2 separate regions of the Canis lupus genome follow, and region 1 is linked to region 2. Evidence: chromatin contacts called from public Hi-C data. All regions are on one chromosome and are shown on one strand. The core of a region is the stretch at or near the end of the contact, and the rest is flanking DNA. Distances in the headings are between cores, read along the strand shown. Region 1 has its middle 41 kb from the start of NEUROG3. Region 2 has its middle 11 kb from the start of TSPAN15.

Evidence for each region. Hi-C and Micro-C count contacts between places; a contact is called where the count stands out from the background.
Region 1: a Hi-C map of skin fibroblasts shows a contact between it and region 2, with 2.3 times the contacts expected there. The contact joins two enhancer-like sites. A contact is called at or near these places in 4 of 9 Hi-C or Micro-C datasets (amygdala, blood, liver and 1 more).

Annotation. Positions count from the first base shown.
Region 1 is chr4:21,333,498-21,338,782 of UU_Cfam_GSD_1.0, reverse strand. No RefSeq gene overlaps it. Among named protein-coding and RNA genes, the nearest start is that of NEUROG3, 41 kb to the left of the region's middle. Within about 2 kb of position 2,307, at least 2 of the 20 cell types and tissues checked have an H3K27ac peak or open chromatin away from gene starts, as enhancers often do.
Region 2 is chr4:21,262,620-21,268,185 of UU_Cfam_GSD_1.0, reverse strand. No RefSeq gene overlaps it. Among named protein-coding and RNA genes, the nearest start is that of TSPAN15, 11 kb to the left of the region's middle. Within about 2 kb of position 2,820, at least 6 of the 20 cell types and tissues checked have an H3K27ac peak or open chromatin away from gene starts, as enhancers often do.

The sequences.
Region 1 (5,285 bases), core at 1,058-3,557, 71 kb before region 2:
GCCTTCTGTGGCCCTCATCCTTGTCTTCTCAGTAATGCTCTGTCCTTAGGCTTTTTCTTTGCATCCTGGAAATGTTTCTCCATCAGTCCTTTGTATCTTTCATTGGAATTTTATGCTTTCTGTTTGACCCACTATTGCATCCAGTTCAAATCTAATCCAGCCACCATATTTTTGTTCATCACAGTCTCTTACCATGAATTGCCCTTACTTCATAGAAGAAGTATTCTCTTGCACCTTACATGGAGCCTGAATATTAGAATATTAGAATATTACAAATATTCCAATTTTGCCAGTAAAATCTGTTGCTGCGGAAGATTATCCTCTGGGTTATGCATTTATTTTCCATCTTTATTGAGCACCTACTATGAGTTTGTGAGGTGTTAGAGCTACAGTGATGATACGATATTGCCTTCACCCTCCTGTCCCCTTTCCTCTCTGCTGAATCCTTTTCTATGGGCCCATATTTTCCCCCTGAGGACTCTTCCTCTAACAAAGAGTTCTTTCTCAGTCCTTGTCAGATGCTTGGATTGCCCCAACTTCCATACAGGACCCTCAGACCCTGATGGAATCTTCCTCACTGATCTAAGGTGGGAGATGTTGGGGTGTGTGGTACTCAATCATGCCCTGGTCAGTATTCTCCACATGCTGGTTCCCTTTCTGGGTGTGATACCTCGTGCTAATCCTCCCGGCAACATGAGCTGGGAGCCTTTGCATGAGAGCGTCTCCTGCTCCCACTCTCCCCTCTCTGATTGGGCAGCTCTTCCCATTGCAGTTGGTTCTGAGACCCACTTTTGCTGCCACAGGGTCCAAATGGGTCTGAAGGGACCTCTACTGCCTTGCTCCAGAGGCTCCCCAGCATTGCCCAGGTCAGCATCAGGAAGATGGCTAAGCCAGTCAAAAAACTCCATCCAGGTGGCCCAGCCCCAACCAGCCCCTCACTAATGGCAACTTAATCTGGGTCCTTGCTAGAAGCTGCTACAAGATCTGTCTCTGGCACAGGCTCAATTTCTTAAGTTGATACAGGTACTGTTTTTATTTGTAGCCACCCAGGTTTTTCATTAGGTATTGGAAAGGGGAGAGGAAGCTATGAAATATTTACTTTGGACATGTAGGGAAGGACACAGGAGCAGGGAGTGGGAGGCAACAGTGCAGCCATCGGCAGGGTGATAGGTGGGGTTAAAGAGCATCCTTACATCTGGCAGGTCCCTTAGATGTTCCCTCTGGAGAGGAGAGAGAGAAGCCCTAAGAGGGACATAGATTTGACCAGGCTGACAGCCCTTGGCCCTGTGGGGCTCGCGTGTGGAATGCCCAGGGCCCACTGAGTCCTAGGAGCTTGTCCAGCACAGATGCCCTATGCTCCTGGCCATTTCCCTTCTCTCAGCCAGCACCTGCTGACAGAGCACCCTCCGTGCACGAAGCACCATTGGCTAAGCATGGGGGAGACAGCAGTGCAGGAAACAGAGCAAAATCCAGCCCGTGAGCCGAAGAGACTGCAGATAAAAAAATAAATCAGTAAAATAGGTAACACACTCAGTGACCACTATGTTATGACTGTCGCTTGTTAGCCTAGCCTGCTCAGTACAAGGGGCAAGGGTTTGACCCCAAACCCGGTTGGGTGCCGAGCCCTCACAGGGCAGCGACTTCACACGAATGGTTTCATGTGACCTGGTGACAGTGACCTGGTCACCCTCCCCAGGCTCATTCCAGGCCCTTCCGTGGCCATCTAAAGGCAGAGGCTTCCCTCTGGTGGTTGCAATGCGAGGGGTGCTCAGGCCCTGCTGCTTGGGCAGGGGAGGGGTCCTTCACCTGGGGTCCTGTTCGGGTTGGAGGAGGGAGAGGCACTGGAACCTCTGACGCAGGCAGCCCTTCAAACCCTGGCTCTTCCCCTCATTCCACTACCAGGTCTCTCTAAGCCCCGGTGTCCTCATCTGCAAATCGGGAGACAACTAAACAGGATGAAGAAGAAGATACACTAAGCATGTGGACAACAATAACCAATTACTAGGGTTGGCATCGGGCCTCTGTTCCCTAGTCTATAAAACAGGGTTGGAAAATCTCGTCTATGCCAGCCTCACAGAATGTCACTTAACAACCGTTTATTTATTGACCGCCTGCTCTATGCGGGCACCTATGGCATTTTAGGCTCCCTCACCCTGAGGCTCGCTCCTGGGACCGGGGAGGGGGCGCCCTGGCTGCAGCCCCAGCTCCCCAGCTGGGCCACTCAGGCTGGGAGGGGTGCACCGGGTGGAGGGCGAGGGCTGGGCTCAAGCAGCGGCCGGCGGCGCCACCTGGTGGCCACACGCAGCCCTGCCAGGTGACACAAGACGTGCTTTCGGCCTTTCTGGGGCTCTTAGGACTGCAAAACAGGCTTCCTTCAGGGGCTCGCAGACTGTGGGGAGCCAGGACCCGGTGCCAGAGCCAGCGACCCCATATTATTTCTGGGCACTTCCCAGGCCCCAAGAGGGTGGTAGGCAGAGCAGGGACTTGGAAGGAGCCAGGCTTTGGGGTTGCTGGCAGTGCATCTTGGCATACAACCTACTAAACTAGTCTTGGTTTCCTTCAGGCTGGCACAGTGTGTGGATGAAGGGGATGCTTGGGGTTTATCTCCCCGTGGAGCATATGTCCCCAGCTCCTCCTTTCTTCCCCCTCCTTTAACCACTCTGAGCTGCTACTGTGTGTCAGGAGTTGGGCTGGGTGCTAGAAATACAGTGGAGCCCAGAAGTCCCCCCACCCCCCTGGTGCTGTGTTCTGTCCAGAACTACCTACCTCCAGCCTGCTCTGGGGCCATGGGCCTAAAATGCCTGCTTGGACTCAGGTGTGCACAATCTAATGTGCAGGGGAGCTCATCCCTGTGGGCCGCTCTTGACTATTGGGAGCTGATGGGGAAATATCTCTCGCTTTCATCCCCAGGTGGAGAATTTATTCCCAAGCCTTTTGACGGGGTCCCAAGGGAGTTAGCAACCCCACCACCATGGGAGGCAATTACACATTCTGGCATTAGCTTTCTCTACTTCCTTGCCTTTTTTCCCCTTGTTCCTCACCCCTGTTCCCAAAGAAATTACCTGTATGAGGCATTTGTCTCAGCATCAGCCTTCAGGAGAACCCAAACTAAGACAAGTGGTGAACAAAACACACAAACATCCCCACCTTCACGGAGCTTTCACTCCAGTCGGAGACAGGAAATAAGGCCGAAAGGCGCAGAGCAGCTCCACCGTGGAAAGGGCTGGGAAGAGGACGAAGCCAGGCAGGGGGGCAGAGAATTCAGGAGGGAGACAGCCGTTTTATCAAGGGTGGCCGTGGACCTCTCACCAAGCAGGCGACATCTGACCAGATGAAACCGAGAGCAGGTCTTGCTGACATCTGAGCACAGAGCCTCCAAGGCAGAGGAAGAGCAAATGCAGAGGCTGGGTGCATTCCAGGAACAGTCAAGTCTGGCTCCAAGGTCTTTGGTCTAAGCAACTGGAAAGATGGAGTGGTCAGTCCCTGAGATGCAGGTACGGGAATGTCTGCGTGTGTATGTGTGTGTGTGTGTGTGTGTGTGTGTGTGTGTTGGTGTGCGTGCATATGTATGTGGGTATGGGAGTATGCATATACATGTATGTATGTTTGTGTGTACCTATGTGTATATATCTGTGTGTGTATATATGTATTGTGTGTGTATATATATATGTGTGTGTATATATGTATACACATACACACACAATGAAACATTATTCAGCCATAAACAAAGGAGGGGTACCTGGCTGGCTCAGTCAGAAGAATGACTCTTGATCTCGGGGTTGTGAGCCCGAGTCCCATGTGGAGTATAAAGATTACTTTTTTAAAAAATCTTAAAAAAAAAAAAAAAAAAGGAAGGCAATCTTGCCATTTGCAAAAAAACATAGACCTTGAGGGCATTATGCTAAGTGAAATAAAGCAGAGAAACACAAATACTTTATGATCTTACTTATATGTGGAATCTTTTTTTAAAAAACCCAATTTAGGGATGCCTGGGTGGCTCAGCAGTTGAGGGTCTGCCTTTGGCTCAGGGTGTGATCTGGGAATTCCAGGATCGAGTCCCACATCAGGCTCCTGCAGGGAGCCTGCCTGCTTCTCCCTCTGCCTCTCTCTCTATGTCGCTCTTGAATAAATAAATAAATCTTTTTTAAAAATTAAAAGTAATTTAAAAATTAAAAACCCAATTTATAGAAACAGATTGGTGATTGACAAAGGTGAGGGTGGGAGTGGGCAAAAGGAGTGAAGGGGGTCAAGAGGTAAAAACTCCAGTTAACTATGTCCTGGGCAACATACTGTACAGCACAGTGACTATAGTTAATAATACTGTATTGTTTGAAAGTTGCTAAGAGAGTGGATCTTAAAAGTTCTCATTACAAGAAAAAAAAATGTGACTATGGGGTGTTATGGATGTTAACTAGATTTATTGAGGTGATCATTTTGCAATGTATACAAATAGCAAATCACCTTGTACCTCTGAAAATAATGTTAGGTATTGCTGTGTATATGGAATATAATGCTAATATAATGTTAAATGTCAATTATATCTCAATTTTTAAAAAACGATAAGTGAGGTGATGGATGTGTTAATTAACTCAATGGTGGGGATCTTATCATGGTGTATATCAAATTATCACACTGCACACTTTCAACATATTAGAATTTGTACATGTACATGTATGTACATACACAAATTAGACAATAAACTTTGTCAATCATACTTCAATACAGTTGGAAAGTAAAGTTATTAATAGAATGAAGAAATAAAGAAGTGAATCTGAAAAAAAAAAGTGAGAGGAGAGGAATCAGAATATGGACACTCTTTCAAAGTGGTTGTGGTAGAGAGAAAGCCAGATATCGAGGGGTGGCTACAGGGGAAGTAAGATCAAGAGAGGTTTGCTTGTTTGTTTCCAGATAGGAAGAGCATAGCTTGTTTACACACTCATGAGAATGATCCAGCTGGTTCTTTGAGAAGATAAAACTGACAGACAGACCCTGGCTAGACTCATTAGAGAAGAGAGAGAAAAAGTCAAATTACAAATACCAGAAATAAGAAAACTGTGATCAATATGTATTATGCAGATATTAAAAGGATAATAAGAGAAAGTTCTGAACAATTTTATGCCAATAAGTTTGATATCTTAGATGAAATGGAAAAATTCCTTGAAGGACTAAACTGCCAAGTTCTCCAAAAAAAAAAAAAAAAAGAAGGAAAAAAGAACCTAAATAGCCTGATATCCATTAAAGAAAGTGGAATTATTATTATTTTTTTAAAGCTTTTATTTCTAAGT
Region 2 (5,566 bases), core at 1,571-4,070:
TGGTGTCCCCTGTTGCCCCCACAGCAAGGCTGCTGCTGACCAGAGAGCCAGAGCAGACATCTTCAGGAGCAGCTGTGGGTGTGTATGCGAGTGCAAGGGAGTTGGGGGAGGGAGATGTTAGCCTAACTGGCCGGTCATAGGGAACTAGTACTGAATGATGGCACAGCCGTGCAGTGCCGGGGAGCCCTGTGCAGACTTTGAAAGTGGTGTGGAGGGCAGCCCAGGTGGCTCAGCGGTTAGCACCTGCCTTCAGCCCAGGGTGTGATCCTGGAGACCCGGGATCCAGTCCCATGTCCGGCTCCCTGCATGGAGCCTGCTTCTCCCTCTGCCTGTGTCTCTGCCTCTCTCTCTCTGTGTCTCTCATGAATAAATAAATAAAATCTTTAAAATAAAAAAATAAAAAAAAGAGAGTGGTGTGGAAAGGCTTGAGTGTGATGCGAACTCCTCCAACTCTGAGGCTCTGTTGGGGAGTGGGGGTGGGGCCTGAGTCACGTTCTTCAGCACAGCTTCTGGGCCTCTGATGGGTGTCACAGGAGGGCAGGGCCTATGGAGGAACTGCTGCTGGCCTTCAGAAGGGGCATCTCTGGAGTCCTAAAGAGAGCGGTCTTGGCCAGAACCCAGAGAACCAAGCTGGAGAATCCCGGATCTGGCTAGTGGGTGGGTCTTACAGCCAATGGTCAGTCGAGGCTGCCATCCCAGGAGCTGGCTAGTGGCTCATGAGCCTTCTGGGGAGGGGACAGGCTCTGAAGGCATACTGCTTCTGGCTTGTGGATGGATGCACGATTAAAGGGCAGCCCAGGGGAGCATTCAATGTCGGAGTGCTGGGCTCCAGGTGGGGAGGGCCTGTGTGAGCCAGAAGGCCCATTTCTTGACATGATTTGCAACGGGAGGTGGGGGAGAGACAGGTGGAAGAAGCAAGGAGGAAGATACCCAAAGGTAAGTTCAATATGATCACAGTTTTCCCCAGAACTTCCTGCCCCTCGATGTAGTGTGAGAGCCCGCCTGTATGAAAAGGGGCTCTGTTTTAAGAAGAAGGTAGGAGGGGTTCTCCTGAGTTGAGAGACCAGCAGGTGTCCAGTCCTTTCCGCTATAACTTGACTTCCAAGCCTGGGCTCTGGGTGTGTCGGCAGAGCCTTTGGGACTTCATTCCTCAGCAAGTGACAGGCTACATGTTCCCGAGGATGGTGTGAGGCTTGGCCCATTCACCTCATCACCTGCAGCCAATGTGAGCCCCAGCTCCAGCCATGCAGATGCACCAGGCCTTGGGCTCCCACTGGGCTCCCCAGGTAACTGGGAGAGGATCCTCACCATGCTCCAACCCCGGGACACTGACGATGGTGGGCTCCCTTCCCTCCTGATCTCTGCCATCTGGACCCCTCGGGGGGGAAAAATATGGATGCCCCAGCAAGATCTGTTTCCTTTCTCTGTCCCTTCTTTCTGGGATCATCAACCATCACGAAGGTCTGAACACTGGGACAGTCCCTGAAACCATGACAGTTTGCCTGGCACTGAGGGGTTTCCTGGGTGCAGGTTCAGGCGCTAACACCAGAAAAGTCCCACGCAAAAGCAGGATAAGTTGGTCCCCCTACTTCTTTCCAGCCTTCCCCCCTGTTCAGAGGGGAATAGCTGGTGGTGAGAGAAACTCAAGCAGAGCCCTCTGAGGATGTGTCATAGGAGTAGGAGGGAGAGGCCACCAGAGCCACTCCCCTCTCTGCACAGCCCAGGGGCCGCCTGGGCCTGGCACCCACCTCCAGCCTGCTGGCTTTCTTTCCAAACTTTCTGGAACCGTCTGTCAGGGCCCTGAGGCAGCAGTAGATGCGGCCAGAGACTGAGCTTAGGACATTTTCTCCAGGGAAATATGTCACCCGGGGGACTTCGCCATAAAGCAGAACTGAGGGGGGGGGGGGGTCGCATGGAGTGGGGGGGGCACTTTCGTCGTCAGTGTATCCAACCCTTTCACGGACAGAAATGCAGCTGGAAGAGGGTCAGCATCCTGCTCAAGGCTGTGTCTTTACACCTTGTGCGCTTTCCCACATGCGTGCTATTTTGCACAATAAAACGTTTTTGTAAAAAGGCAAACATTGCCTCATTTTCATTTGCATCTCCCTGATAATTAGCAAAGTCGAGTGTATTTTTATATGCTGATTAGTCATTTGCAGCTCTACAAATTTCCTGTTTTTATCCTCTGCCCATTTTCCAATTAAGTAATAGCCTCTCTGAAGTGGGCGAGCTGAGGGTTGACAGGCTAAGAAAATGCCATTCCCACCCTCTCCTCCCTCATTGCGGTGGCAGTGAGGGCCCTTCTAGTAGAGGAGACTCTGGGCTGGTCTAGGGGAGCGTTGATGGGTGAAGGGTCTTCCAGCCGGCTGCCAGCAGAGGTTGGCCCCGTTGGGGCTCAGCCAGGCGTTCTGGGAAGGCAGCCTGGGAACACTGGCTGCTGGGGTGTTGGGCCAAGCCTACATGACTCACGGGGAGTGGCAGGGTGCCCAGGCAGCACGGCTGCATAGTAGCTCCACCTGTCACTCAGGAGGGCAGGGTGGCTGCCCCCAGAAGCTGCTCCCAGGGTGCTGCTGGGGGAGGGGGGCCTCCCAGGAACTCAGCTCTCAGGGCAATCTGAGGGTACCCAGAATGGGTCTGGGGGACACAGAAGTGGGGAGCTGGACCAAGCTATCAAAGAAGAGATGGAAAGCTTTTACACTCCAGAAACATCTATGCATCTGGGGCTCTGTGCCAGGAAGGTGAACAAGCCGTGTCCTGCCCTGTGTGGTTGCTGTGGGATCCCCAGAGGCCCTGGAGGGTGGACTCCACACTTCATAGTTTACAAAGTGCTTTCATCCACGTGTGTGAGCTCTTGCCACCTCCAGACCTACCTGGATATCACCCTCCTTCCCCACTGGACTGTGGGCACCATGAGGCAAGGACCATCTCACCACCATGGTATCAGGGTGCCGGGGGTAGTGCTGGGCACAGGTGGCTGCTCGTGAGACATGGAAGCCACAAGTCAGCTGTCCCCTTGGCCATGTGGGCTGACCCTGCTTGGACTCCATCTCAGACTGCATGGACCTGTCCATCCCCAGGCTTCCAGGGGATGTGATGACCAGCTGGTGGAGTCACCGGGGAGGGGTCAATGCTCTTCTCCCAGATTTTCTGACATCTTTCTCCCACTTCCTGTATTTTCCCCTCAGGTCACTTTAACTTCCTCTCTCCTGGTTTCCGAGCAATTCAGCTCAGCTGCCGCGCCTACTGTCTGCCTGCCCTGCCCACATCCCTGTCTGCCCTGTTCCCAGAAAACAAAAGGCCTTCCATTAGCAGAATGCCGCTTTCTGTTGCAGACATGGGTTGACTGAACGACTGTTTTCTTCTCACCCGAGGGGGGTCATCAGAAGAGTTTTGTGTGGGACACAAGACAGGAAGGAGTCAGTCTCAGAGAGCGTGCCCAAAGTCACCAGAACCCGGGTTCTTCTCCTCCACCACCTGGAGCTTCCCTCCAACTCCAAGGGACTCTTGCTCACCCTGCCTGAGCATTTCACAATGACCGCAGAGAACCAGGCTAGTCTCCTAGGGGGTCAGGTAAGCGGGGCTAGGTTAAGACCACTGGCAGCTTAAGGCTACTGTTTACTTCTAGAGCATCATAAATGCCATGGGAGCCTGGTAATTTAAGTCAGCTAGGTGGGGAGAGAGTCATGGAACTCTTCCCTTAAGAATCTCATCCTCCTTTACATTTACTGTCCTGTGAGGTCAAATCAGCGGCTCCCTAGAACATCCCCCAATTCAGCAGAGCTCATACATTCTTAAATTTGACCCAGGGATTATTTTACACTACAGCCCAGCTTGGATACAAAACACACAACTGAGCAAAAGTTGCACAAAACCCACCCACCCTCACAGCATGATGCATTCTTACATTTTCTATGCTATCCCTTTGTTTCCACACTAGTCATAATCTGCTGTTGCAAATCACTACTCTAATTAAAATTGTACTTGATCTCAGGGTCCTGAGTTCAGGCCCCGGGGGCTCCACACTGAGCATGGAGCCTACCTAAAAAAATAAAACAAAATACCAACAGAATGCCCTTGGAGAAACCCTACTAGACCTGCTTTAGCAAACAGACGAGCCACACCTGGGTTTCCAACATTTGTTTGTACAGAAAGTATCCAGGCATGAAGCAAAAGCAAAACCTTTAGAAACTTGGCTCCAGTGAATCCTGCAGTTTCCTTGATTGAGCATTGATTGCAACCCCTTATCGCCAGCTCACTCCCAGGGAGACTGGAGGGGACACTTGAAGGAGCCCCAAGGCCACAAGGAGCCCCTGTATCTCCAAGGGCGAGGACAGGTTTGGGGCCTCTACTTACAATAATATCGATGCAACATATGGGACCAAAAGCATGAAATAAGACCAAGTACTTTATTATGGAACTTAAAAGTCTGTGTCAAATCTGTAAGTAATGCACCAAATAATATTATACATTTATAGTAGGTACAATACAGAAGATATATACAATATTAAGGTAAAAATTCCTAGGCCTACAAATACATTTTTTTAAATTTATTTATTCATGAAAGACACAGAGAGACAGAGACACAGGCAGAGAGAGAAGCAGGCCTCATGCAGGGAGCCTGTTGCGGGACTCGATCCCGGGTCTCCAGGATCACACCCTGGGCCAAAGGCAGGCGCTAAACCACTGAGCCACCCAGGGATCCCCCCTACAGATAAATTAAATGAAAAGTTATAGTTGGACATTTTAATATACTTTTTAAACAACACAACAGATCAAGCAAGCAAACAACACTCATAATACAGAGGATTAAGTAATACAATGGACATGCTCAGTTTAATAGGTATGTTTAGAATTTTTAACATCAGAAATAAAGAACGTACATCCTTTTTTTTTTTTTAACATTTATTTATTAATGAGAGACACAGAGAGAGAGGCAGAGAGACAGGCAGAGGGAGAAGCAGGCTCCTCGCAGGGAACCCAATGTGGGACTCGATCCCAGGTCTTCAGGATCACACTATGGGCCAAAGGTGGAACTAAACTGCTGAGCCACCCAGGTGCCCCCATACATCCTTTTCATATATGCCTGGAAAGCTTACCAAATTAGTCATGTTTTTAGCCGCAGTGGAAACTTATAAACTATAAAAAGCGGAGATTTTCCAAACAACATATGCTGATCACAGGCCAAAGAAACCAGAAATCAGTAAGGTTGACCTCCAGATTCCCTCAACTATCTGAAAATTATGAAACATTTTTCTTTTTTTCAATTTTATTTTTATTTATTCATGAGAGACACAGAGAGAGAGGCAGAGAAAGAAAACCAGGCTCCCTGTGGGGATCCCAACATGGGACTCAATTCTGGGACCCCGGGATCACACCCTGAGCCAAAGGCAGACGCTCAACCACTGAGCCACCCAGGTGCCCTATATGAAATATTTTTCTAACATAACTTCTAGATCAAAGAGAAAACTGCAATTAAAATAACAGATTTCCTAGAAAATAATGAAGGATACATCTAAAAACCTATGCCTTATAGTAAAGATGTACTCAAAGGAAACATTATGACCTC